2 separate regions of the Anser cygnoides genome follow, and region 1 is linked to region 2. Evidence: chromatin contacts called from public Hi-C data. All regions are on one chromosome and are shown on one strand. The core of a region is the stretch at or near the end of the contact, and the rest is flanking DNA. Distances in the headings are between cores, read along the strand shown.

Evidence for each region. A called contact is a pair of places that touch in the nucleus more often than the background predicts.
Region 1: a Hi-C map of liver shows a contact between it and region 2, with 5 times the contacts expected there. The contact joins the enhancer-like site here to the promoter of UBE2B in region 2. A contact is called at or near these places in 2 of 7 Hi-C or Micro-C datasets (both in liver).

What each region holds. Positions count from the first base shown.
Region 1 is chr14:3,185,042-3,191,125 of Taihu_goose_T2T_genome, forward strand. It overlaps JADE2 (jade family PHD finger 2), which reads left to right. Exons shown (of 12, transcript XM_067005584.1): 10 at 3,192-3,309. Among named protein-coding and RNA genes, the nearest start is that of SAR1B, 45 kb to the right of the region's middle. Within about 2 kb of position 2,895, at least 2 of the 3 cell types and tissues checked have open chromatin away from gene starts, as enhancers often do. A contact at or near this core is called in liver, where this site is marked.
Region 2 is chr14:3,074,020-3,079,751 of Taihu_goose_T2T_genome, forward strand. UBE2B (ubiquitin conjugating enzyme E2 B) reads left to right here and starts at 4,316. Exons shown (of 6, transcript XM_067005580.1): 1 at 4,316-4,472. The coding sequence starts at 4,429. LOC106032770 (a long non-coding RNA gene) reads left to right here. Exons shown (of 4, transcript XR_010834967.1): 4 at 3,108-4,136.

The DNA.
Region 1 (6,084 bases), core at 1,645-4,144, 110 kb after region 2:
CTCAGGAGGTTGTTGGGAGCGGGCAGGGGAGGAGGAAAGCAGGGAAATCGCTGCTTTGCAGGGAGGTGGTGCTGCCCTGCCAAGGGACAGGATGCTGCAGGGCAGGACTGGGTGCTGCAGGGACAAGGGTGCTGCTGGGGGGCTCAGGGTGCTGCAGGGACAAGGGTCTGCAGGGTACTTGCTGCTCTCTGGGAAGTGAAGGGGGCAGCGATGCTCCCCCTGCTTATCCTGAGCCCCCTCCAAGCTGCAGAGGGTGTGTGACACAATTGAACCCACTGGTAAGCTTTGGGGGATGCTCACAGCACACCCCAGCTCAGCTCTGGCTCATCCCATCCTGACGCCATCTCATCTCCTTTTTCTCTGCCCATTTTTACCTCACCCGAGAGCCTTCTGTTTAAAAGCAGTCGGATTTCAAGCCATCAATCTCTCTCCTGCAGCAGTATCGACCTTCATCCCTGAATACATCACTGCCATCGCTCTGCCCATCTGTTCCTCCTTGCTCCTGCCTTCACGGCATCGTGTTTGGTCTCTGTGTTGGGCTGGCTGCTCCCACCAGGACTGGGACCAGTGCAGCGTCCCCGTGCTCAGGTCGGTCCTGGCTGCAGTGGGAGCCAGCGGTGTTTGTTCAGAGCCCAAACGGGGCCAGGGCTGGCACAGACACTGCTGCTCCTCCCACATGTTCAGTGTGCCCCCAAAGTCCCCCCGCTCCTCCAGGCTGGGAGCTTCTGAAGATACAGAGCCCCTCAAACAGGGCCCGAGAAAACTGGGCGCTTGGGGTATTTGTGTGCATCCCCGTACAGACTGCTGTGCTGAGCTGTCCCGTATGGCTCTCACCTGTCCAGGGTGGATTTTGGCTGATGGCAGCCCCCAGCATCTCTCCAGGCAACATCTGAAAATGAGCCGAGGGCTGAGGTTAGCTCTGCAGATATGCTCATGCCTCCGCAGCGTCCCGAGAGCGCCCTGCCTGCACCGAGCCGTGGTGCGTCGGGGTACGGCCCCTGGCCGTGCCAGAACCACAAGCTTTACCACGTCTCTCATTTTCCAGAGCTGCCTTCAGGCTTCGCAGGGTTATTCCCCATCAGCGTTCAGCCTCTGCCCAGCACCTCCCTGGAAGATCTGTTCGCTTGCTCTTCTTCCAAGGGGGGGATCCATACAGGCTGGCCAGGTGGAAGCCCGGTGCTGCGAAGGGGGACCCCTTTCTGTCCCATTCCCACTCACACACCCCAGGTCTCCGCCTTGCAGCCCATCCCAGCTGCCCTGCCTTGCCTACGTGGGTGGCTTGGCACCAAGCAGGGCTCGGAGAGCAGCGTCCTGCGTGGGCAGCCCTCCGACAGCATCCCCGCAGCCGTGGGCTGGGGCATCACGGTGCTGGTTTCGTGTTTTCAGCAACGAATGTGGCAGAAACAGTTGCGCTGTCAGGGCTGATGATGGTGTCTCCATCCGAGAGCTGGGTAAGCAGAATCAGCAGGACAGGTAGCTCGGAGGCAGGCGGGGCGATTGCATTGCCCTCTGCCATCCCTTATCCACCCCTTACCCCCAAAGTCAGCAAATGAAGTCTGTAGGAACTCCCGGTCCCCTGGGAATCCTAACGTAGTCCCTCTGACTTATCTCTTTGGCCCTCTTTGATTCCTCTGTATTTTTTTAAAGCTTTTTCCAGTAGCTGGTTGTTTAAATTAGCTGTACCAAAAAGCTATATGGTTTCCAGGCTTTCCTACCAGCATCTCAGCTTGGCTTGGGGAAGCAGCGCGGGGCGGTGTTTAGCTGTCTAAGTGTGTGTAAATACCAGCAGTCTCTAAGCAGAGCACAAGCGATGTTTTCTTCCAGGAATATAAAATCACAGAGAAGAGATACCGCCAAACGCTTTGATATACCGGTTGCCAGAGGCAGTTGTTTTCCTCATAAAGAAATTTTAGTTGGATGTTTTCTTCCATCCAGAACAAAAAAAAAAAAAAAGAAGAAGAGAACGTAGTAAAATATACAGCATGTAGCTCGCTTCTCGGTATTTACAGCTAGGGGGTTGGGGAAAAAAACAAACAAAACAAAACGACAAAAGAGCTTTTCTCTCACTGCGTGTGTGTGAGTGCTCCTGAGTCGTCCCCGGGTGCTGGGATGCTGCAGCCCGCAGCTCGCCCCAGCGGGCCTGCGGGAAGGCAGCCTGCGCCCCGGCCTGTGGAGGAGCCAGTGCTGGGGACGGGCACCCCGGCGTACCTGGTGCTTCCCTCTTCCATGGGGCCAGGAAGCCAAGTAAATGCTCACCAGAGCTTCCAGCAGCATCTTTATCTCGAGGCCAAAACCAACTGGTTCCTCTAAAAGCTCTGTGTTACAGCGCTCCTCCGCGGCACCCCCGCCTCTGAGATTTTCAGAGTCCCGCAGAGGATCTTAGGCCTTCGTTAGGCCTGTGAACAATTAACGGGGGATTACAGCCGTCTGTGCGTCCGTGCCGTTGCCGTACCCACGTACGATTCCTGGGTGAGGGACCTGGGCTTCTCCTGGCTCTGCTCCCTTCGTGCGCTGACCTTTAGCAAAGCCCGGCTCGAAGGATGCGCTGCCGCAGACGCTGGGAGCCAGTCGCGGCTGCTCGGAGCAGAGTGCCGCACACACGGCCCTGTTTGCCAGCCTCCGTGCCGATATCTGGGCTGAGTTGGTGCCCCTGAAAGCACAGATGCTGACGTGCAGATCCTGCTGGTGAGTTCAGGCCTGTGAAGGAGAGGTTAACGATTAACTTGCTCGTTGTTTGCGGTCAGAAGAAGGTAGGAGAGAGTGACAGCCCCGACGTGCGACAGGCTGGGCGCCGTGCAGCAGAGGGGCAGGCGTCCTGCTCGGCGCAGTGACGGTGCTGAGCACCCCATGCACGCGGGGCTTGTAATGCCACCCCAGAGATGGGTGCAGGTCGTGTTCCCCAGGGAGGCTGCTCCAGCTTGAGGGGTGGTGCCCCCAGACCTCCTCCTCGCCCCAAAACACTGGCAGGATGTGCGGGGCTCTGCAGAGAGATGTGCTGCCACAGCTGCTTTGCTTTCTGCCCCCTCCCAAAGCCCTGCCGTAACCGAGGAGCCCCGGTAGGAGTTGGTGGTGCGGCCCGGGCGAGGCCGAGATGAGAGGATGGAAACCCCGGGAGCAGAAGCAGCCGCACAGCTTCAGGGGACCTCCTTCGAGCCCTGCCTAAATGAACGCTGTTTCTTGTGTTTCTGTAGGTTAGAAATCTCTGTTACATGGTGACGAGACGGGAGAAAATGAAACACACCATTTGTAAACTCCAGGAGCAGATCTTCCATCTCCAGATGAAGCTTATTGAGAAAGATCTTTACCCAGGTCAGTACCGCTTGCAAGAGCTTGTTCTCACCGATGCTGTGAGAGCCCTCCTCCGACACCCAAACCTCAGTCCCCCACCCAAAGGAACCCAGAGCCGCCCCTGCCCTGCTGGGCTGCAGCAGCACGGTTCGTGTGTCAGCTCCTGAAACGTGGACAGTTCTGCTCAGAAGCACACAATAAAGCCGTGCCCTGGGTGAGCGGAGTGCCGGAGGTCCGTGCTTTCACGCACCCCTCCCGATCCCCCTCTCCGCGGGCAGCACTCGGAGGAATCGTGTGGCTAGGTGCTGATGCTGACACAGCAGCCCGGGGGATGTCGTGGGGGTGCTGCCGAGGAGAGCTTTGTTCTGCCTCCTCCTTTTTGAAGTTAAGCTGCTGACGGGATGGCTTTTACCTCCTTTAACCCTGGTGGCCTGTAGTTCTTTCTCCCTGCTCCACGCACTGGTCAGCGGGGTGCGTCACACAAACTTCATGCAGAGCCTCTGGCACCTTTTTTTAAGGAACTGAAATAAAGTTGCTTTCCTTCTGTCCCTTTTTTTTTTTTTTTTCGCTTTAACGAGCAGTGCCCAAGCCCACAGCTCCTCATCCCTCCTCCTTTTTTCAGTGGCAGCGCAGGACCCAAGCACCGTGGCTGCAGAACAGTTTTTCCAGAAGCAGCATCTGGCGCTTTGGCAGACTCTGCCGACGCTTGTTGTGTTTGTGGCTTTGGAGTTGCATTTGAAGCCATCACATGTTTGGGGTTTCTTCAGGAACTGTCTGGGCTGAGCTTTCCTTTACAAAAGTTTCCTTTGACTAAAGTCCTGGAGGCCGAGACGTGTGCGTGTTGAGACGTGTGGGGCTTGGATCCTGTGCAGATCCCTCTCCGTGGCCGGAGCTGGGCGGCATGGGGGCCTGAGGCACGCTGCGAGGAGCCAAAATCCCCCGGGGCCGCTGGGTCCCTGCACACCCACCAGCTCCCACACTGAATCTACATCACGGGCACGGCCTGGGAATAAGGAAAATTGCGTTCCTGGCTTTTGTCACTAACTGGAGACCCCGCATTGTGTGTCCTGAAAGCCTCTTCCACGGGTGGATTAAAGACAGCCACAAACTTAGATCCTGATGGCGGGTGCCATTTGCCCCTGCCACCAGGCCCTGTGGCTCTGGCTCAGCTTTCACCTAAAGGGCTGCTTTATTTATTTGGGGCTGCACCCCGGTTTGTGTTGGTGGCTCTCAGAAGGAGGCACCCGGTGGCTTTCCAGGAGGGCTCCTGGCAGGGTGGGGGCTCGCTGCCTGGCGAAGCTCTGGGATGCCGTGGGACCCAGCAGGTCCCCCCGGGCCGGAGCTGGGGGTGGCACCGGGGTGACGGCTGCTGGCAGCGCTGGGCATGAGCTGGGGGAAGGCAGGGCTCCTGCTAACGCGGAGTTTGTCCTGCCTGGAGGTGAGTTGTCAGAGGTAGAGCTGTGGTTCGTGCGGCAGGTTGGTGTGCAGGCTTTGTAATTGCGTTTCGATGCGAACGTTACTTTCTCGTAACCCCAAAAGGTTCGTGTTAGCCCATTAGCTTTACGCTCTGAACCGGCTGAGCTGAGCTGCCGGTCTGTCCCAGGACGGGCTTTTTGGTTAAGCCTGGGCCTCCAGGGCAGCCACTGAAGCATCCCTGGTGCGGGAAGTGCAGGAGCTTGGTCCCTTGGCCCCCGGGGGTTTGAGCACTGGGGCCCCAGGATGGCAGCAGACGCCAGGCAGCCGCACTCCTCTCTGCGTCGGTGCCTGGTGTCCCCAGTCCCCTTGCCTGGAGCTAGCACCAGGCCATTCATCGCAACCCCAGATGTGGGGAGGGAATGCTGGCCCTGCTAGCAGTGTTGTAGCTTTCAGGTGAGAGCACGGCACCAGTCCGTGCCTTCCCCTGCGCACGAGCCGAGCGCTTATCCCCCAGTGCTGCCCTAAGCCAGGAGCGAGCACGGGGCTGGCCTCCCCGTTGCTCTTCCCATGGATAAAAGAGCGTTTCAGTGATTATTTTCTCTTGGCCCTGCCAATCCCCGCTGTGGGGTGGCTCATCCCACCCCTCGGCCTGCGCCCTCCCTCCTGGGCTCCAGCAGACTCCTCCACAGGGCAGCGCGCAGCTGTGCAGACCCTCATCCCACAGGGCGCTCTCAGCATCCCCACGTTTCCTAAACCTTATCCCAGGGGGGGATACTCAGAGCTAAAGGTACTGAGCAGCCCGCAGGACCAAACCTCTGGATACCGCCCTGCCCTGCTCTGCATCGTCACGAAGCGCTCAGTGGTTTGAATTCAGTGGGGAATGGTCCCTGCAGCAATCTGTGCACTGCTCCTCACCGGCTTGCCATGCACACCTGTAATTTCTTGGAGAAAGGGGGAAGTCTGCGTTATTTTGCCTGGATGAGGCCAGTTTTCAGCTCCTGTTAGTGGTAGTGACTGACCAAAATCTGCTGGGGTTACTCTAGAGGTGGTTTTGGCACAGCTTTTTCTGGAACGGCTCCCACATAAAGCTCCAAACTTGAGGGGTTTATTTTTCCCCACTGATAAATGAGGATTTCAGCAGGAGATTTTTAATCAAATCAGTGAGAGCTGCTCATGTAAAATGAACCCACCTCCCTCTCCCGTGTTTTTCTTGCATGAAGTGGAAAGTAAACACTGGCTTTGAAACATGGCTGCTGTTTTGACAGGTTCCTCCTCAAAAAGTAATGGTCGTGCTTCTCTTTAGATCCGTTGTGCTGTCTAAACAAAGTTACATTTTTATTTTGCAAGCGAAGTGAAAAATTTGCCTGCGTTTCTCCTGTT
Region 2 (5,732 bases), core at 3,066-5,565:
CCTTCTGTCGGTCTTCGTGTAACCCTCATCCCCTGATAACCACAGGGGTCAGCACCAGCAGTTCCGGGCACTTTTGATATGAGTAATGTGTCAAATCATGGGCAGGGCAAGCTGGCACAGATTAACTAGGAGTCTAATAGATTACCATCTTCTAGAGACTTGTAGAAAATCATGAATAATCTGGTTTATACAATAACAGTGCTGAATTTAAAAAGAAACCTTGTGCTGCTTTCGCGCAGTCTGAAACCAGACCTTAGAATATCTTCGACCTTATGTGTAGAGACATTATAGGTCACCATTTTAATTTAGTTTCTATACTATTATTTTCCTTTTGCTGGATGTTACATTGCATGTAAAAGTTCATGGTGTATAACCTGAAAAATAAATAACCAGAAATCCATTTAATACGAAGCAGGTTTTGTTTGTTTTTTTAGAAAAGGCAATTCTCAGGGCATGAAAGGATGGACTTTCAAGAAAACCTCTCCTGCTACAGCAGAATTGACTCTGTGAGCCGCAGAGTGCCCTAATTTCCCAAAGTCATCCACGTCCTAATGCTACTACAATTAGCAACTGCTTAATGTAGGTGATGAGAGACAGAAGCATTTCTGCACAGCACCCTGCCTATCAATGGCAGGACAAAACAGCAGTGATTAACAGAGATGAGACAGTACAAAAAGAAGGACAAGATGGGAGCAGGGCAGGACCAGCAAGCTACTGCAACAGCAGGGAAGACAGTTGGTAAAGTGGTTGCTTAGCAAAATGGACTGGCTCAAAATTAAAGTAGTAATCATTTTTAGCTTTTCAGAATTTCAGAGATGGGTCCAAATAGTCCCTAGTAATACTGCTAGTGCCCAAATACTCCTCTGATCGTCCAGTCAGATGTCACGTTACTGTGTTGTTTCGACTCTGCAGATCGTTTCAGTTGGAAGTCTTAAACTATTATTATGAAACAAAACCTGTTTCTCAATAAATAATTAAACTTTCAATATCTGAAAGTTTATCTATGAAGCACTACAAGGAGTAAGAATCTCGATCTGAAAGCAATAACATTTATTTAATGTTCAGTCTTGCAGGTGAGTTATTCAATTGAATCAGAGTACGCTAGGGTGAGAGCTGGTGGCTCCAGCTAGGAGAAAATCCAAGGTGATGGATGTCCTGACCAAAATTCTCGCAGAAAATTCGTGGAAATACGTCCCAACTCAAATGTTCCTATGGAGCTTTTACGGGAGATCTCCCCGCTGCACCATGAACAATCCCTCTTCTGTTTGGGGATGGCACAGCGCTGGTATAAGGAGTACACCACCCCTTTTGTGGCCAGTGTGCGCTCAGTATCCTGGGAAGAGAGCCAGAGCAACGTGATGTAATCCACAGCTGACAAAAAACGCCACCTGGGGAAGCCGGGGCAGCACGCAGTCTGAGCCACGAAGCTGACCTTTGGATTAAAGAAGAAGTGGTGGCCTTTCAGCCAGTTCTGCTTTCTGTCTGCTGGCCTGACGTAGCCGGGGTTCCGCCTCACGGAGAACACGCACAGCTTGCTAAGGTCACGCAGGGAAGTGCCTTTGTACAGAGGTACACGCGGTGACAGCACCCCGCAGTCAGGGTATTTCATAGCTCACCAGCGTTCACACGTGCCCTTCCACTATTTGCTTGAAACAGACCGTTCCCACGAACGTCAAAACTTTCTCCCCAAATTTGAATTTTACTCTAGGGGAGGTATTCCCCCTGCTCCTAGGGGAGAGGCAGGTGTGGTGGCCCTGGGCTTCGCTTGTCGGTGGTGTGCCCCTGAGTAAACCAAGTAAATACTTGCACACTGTGCTGGAGTATATTCAAGGAATAATTGTTAGAAGAGCCAGATATTTTGGGAGCCCCACACGTGGTTGTTTTCTGCAGGGTGCTTTTCTGAGGGCTTGAGGTGGGCCCAGAGGCAGTAACGGGCTCAGGGGCTGGGGCTGGGGCTGGCAGCAGGGAGGCACTGGGGGTAAACCCCTCAGTTCTCCTCTGTACTTCGGCACCACTTACTTGCTTCTGTAAAGGAGCTAAGGGTGAGAGCAAGTCAGTCACTTCTTTGCCACCTGCCCTTCTCTTTGCTCCCGAGCGTTTTGGGGAGAAAGGCGGCCTGCTGCAGAGCAGCGAGGTACCTGGCACAGCACGGTACCCGGGGCGCTCCTCGGCTGCTGCAAGGAGCGAGAACAAAAGTGGTGTCTAACAGGTGACTCAGCTTGTTCATTTCCCTAAGTTTGGAGTCGTGGGTTTGGCTGATGTTAATGCAGACATCTCCTCCCAGAGGGACACAGCGGCATGAAAGAGTGAGTGACCCGGAAAAAGGAATCATGATGTTACCAGGAGCATGGACTGCTCTAACAAACAGGAAAGCACGCAGCTCGCTTCATTCTTACTTCTCAAGCTTCTCATCTTATGAAGGGACAAAGTTATTTGAGAAATGCTCTGGTTTTACAAAAATTCTACACAAATATGTTTATTAAAGACTAAGATGGAATGGCTGTGCTGCAAAGTGCCGCCTTTCTGTGTAATGTATTCCTTTATCAAATATCATTTCTGGGGAGAAACAGGAATCAAAAACACAACTAGAAAGAAATTTCTGATGAGCAAGTTTTTTTCACCTACATATTCCATGCAATCAACAGGACAGAAATTGCAGCTGGTTCTTCAGAGGGGAAAAAAACCTAAAGCTTTCAATTTTCCTAATGAAGTTGCCAGCCACACCTGTTTAACTGCCAAGTAAGACTGAAAAGAAAACTTTAAATTAGATAATGCCAACACCCGTGAGGCCATCCTGGTGGGTATGGCTTTGTCCAAGCCCACCGTGTGGCCCAGGAGGAGGACAGATGATCAGTGCCCTCTGCTGCGAGCACTCGGCGTGCTCGGCTGCTCGTGCGCTGCCAGCCCTGCTGCGGGTGAGCCTCCCAGCTGCTGCGGAAGGGCCTGGAGCTGGCCTGCAGCAGGCTTCTTCCAAAAATAATAATTTAAAAATAAATAAAGATGATGGGCTTGGTAAGGGCTTGGCTGATGCCTGCGTTCAAGGAAGCAGCAGAAGGGAAGCTTTAAGGAAGCTGCTGTGACCTCTTGTTTCTTTTGCTCTTCCCCAGTGGTATCAAAGGAGAAGAAATACTGTTGCTGTTGCGATCCTGCTGAAAAGGTTCTGGAGTCCAGTGGAAACGATGTGGGATTTCAGAATTAACTCTTCTGTTCGGTGCCTGTGAGGGGCATTTCCACGCAGCTGGTGGCTGCCCCCAGGAGAGGTGTGGAGGTGCTTTGGGGTGGGTGTGTTGGGGGTGACTCGAGCAGCCCTTTGGGTAGGGGATGTGCTCGCTGCCAGGCCCGGGAAGCTGCGGCAGGGCGCATGTTAACAGCGGAATAGCGAGTGATGTTGAACTGCTGTTAATTATTTATACAGGTCCAAGCTTGCGCTTGGTTTTTACAGTCTACTTTCTCCCTTCTGAATTAGCTGGAGCTAAATATAAACTGCAAAAAGCTGGAGGACCAGCGGCGGCATGTAAAGTTGAAGCACGTGTGTGGGGAGAAGGAGGCAACTCGGGCCGAGAGGGCTGCGTGGTGGGAGCCGTTTCTCAGGAGCGCGGGGAGCCGCGTGCTGGTGGCCGGGGAAGGATCGCTCCTTGCTCCTACGCCTCCAGAGAAAGCTTGCTGCCTTGCAGCGTCAGGCTTTGTGCGAGTTCTTACGCGTGTACCTCACTTCAAGCATGTTTTCACTGAAGTGGGAGAAGGGGTTACAATTTTGGGTTGATGCCCTTGAAGGGTAGGTTCTTGAGCTGCCAGGCCGGGTGTGGGTACCCAGGGCAGCCCCTTCCCGAAGGCAGCCGGTGCCAGCGGGCTGCTGAAGCGCGGCTGTGGCACGAGCCGTGGGAAGAAGGCGCTTTGGGCCTTTGGGCTGGACTAAGCCTGCGATCGGTGCTCTGTGAGAGCATGACAGCAGGACGAGGACATTCATTTGTGGCGCTTCGTTACGGGTCTTGTGGCGTTTTTGTGACCTCCCAAAACGCGAGCCCAGAGCAGGGCAGCACACGCAGAGCAAAATCCCGCTTCTGGGGCTGGCTCCCGAGCCTCCACGTGCGAACTGGGCCAGGGCCTCGAAGCGGCAGGCTGCAGCGATGGCGCTAAGCAAAAACGAGGGGGAAAAAACCCAAAACCTGAGGTGAGGCCGGGCAGCGCCCCCCCCCCCCCCGCGGCAGCTCAGTGGGCCGTGCCGCGGGGCGCCCCCCTCCCCCCCCCCGGCGGTGGGCATGGAACGGGCCGAGCGCTCCCCCCGCCTCCCTCCCTCCCTCCGCGTGACGTCACGGGCCCGGCGGCGCGGCCCGCCCCCCGCGGAGGGAGACGCCATTGCGGGTTGTTTGTGCGGGCGGCGGCGGGAGGCGGTGCTGCGGCCCGGGGGGACTGTGCTCCGCCGCCATCATGTCCACCCCGGCGCGGCGCCGGCTGATGCGCGACTTCAAGAGGTGAGGGGGGGGGGCGGAGGTGTGTGTGTGGGGGGGGGGACGGGGTGTCCCCTCCTTTCCTCTCAGCCGCTGCCCCCTTGGGGTTGGGGGGGCGGGGGCTGGCTGGGGCCGAGGGGATTGGGGCTCCCCTCAGGTTCTGCCCCCCCCCCCCTCAGTTCTGCCCCCCCACCCACCCAAAAGGTTCTGCCCCCCCCCCCCCAGTTATGGCTCCCTCTTCAAGTTCTGCCCCCCCCCTCAGTTCCCCCCCCTCCCCTCAGTTATGGCCCCTCCCTTCAAGTTCTGCCCCCCCCCCCCCCTCAGTTCTGGGTTCCCCCCTCAGTTCTCCCCCCCCCCCCCCCCCAAGTTCTGGGTCTTCCCCGCCCCCCCCCCCCTCAGGTTCTGGGGTCTCCCCTTCAGGTTCTGGGCCCCCCCCCTCAACTTCCCCCCCCCCTCAAGTTTGGGTGTCTCCCCCCCCTCAAGTTCTGGGCCCCCCAAGCTCTGCCCGCCCCCCCCTATTTCTGGGCCCTGAGACCACCCCAGAACCGGGGGGCGCAGGGCCTGGTGCCGCCCAGCCCAGCCCAGGGCCCCCCCCCTTTTGCAGGCAGCAGGGGTCCCTGTGCCACGCACCCGGTGCCGCAGCAGTGGTTATTAGCTGGGGGCTTTTAATTGGTAATGGCTGCACCACAGGCTCGGGGATAACTTACTTCCTACGTCTGCCATGTAAACACGGCCGTAAAGCGGAGCGTGGAAAAAGTCGGTGTGTGGTTTGGGGTGGTTTTTGTTTTTTTTGGTAAACCTGGCAGCGTGTCGTGGGATCGCTCCGGGCCGGAGCGGCTCCCAAGTTGCTGGAGGTGAGTCAGCTTTGATAGCGTCTCTTTTTTTAGCGGAGCCCGTCTTACACCAGGACCTGAAAATACATCGGTAAACAGTTGACGTGTATTGTGTGGCGCTGGGCTGCGTGGCTGCCCAGAGCCGCGGTGCCAAAAGGCCTGATCGGCCCAAAAAAGTTGGGATTCGTGAGGTGCAGGCCCTAATTCTCGGGTTTTGTTCGGGTGTTAGTGTTTGGTGGCTGGTGGTCCTCGATTCCCGTTCAAATCACAACAGGATACTCGTTGTTTTCTAATGTTGTTAGGCTGCACAAGTGACCAAACATCAGTGATTCCTTCAGGGAGAAGGACTAGGTAGTGTTTCAAGACAGCGATCAGACTTTTTTATGATCTTGTGATCTCAGAAGGGCTGACTTGATAATTCTGAAATTTAAGGTGGAGAAGACTAAAGCCA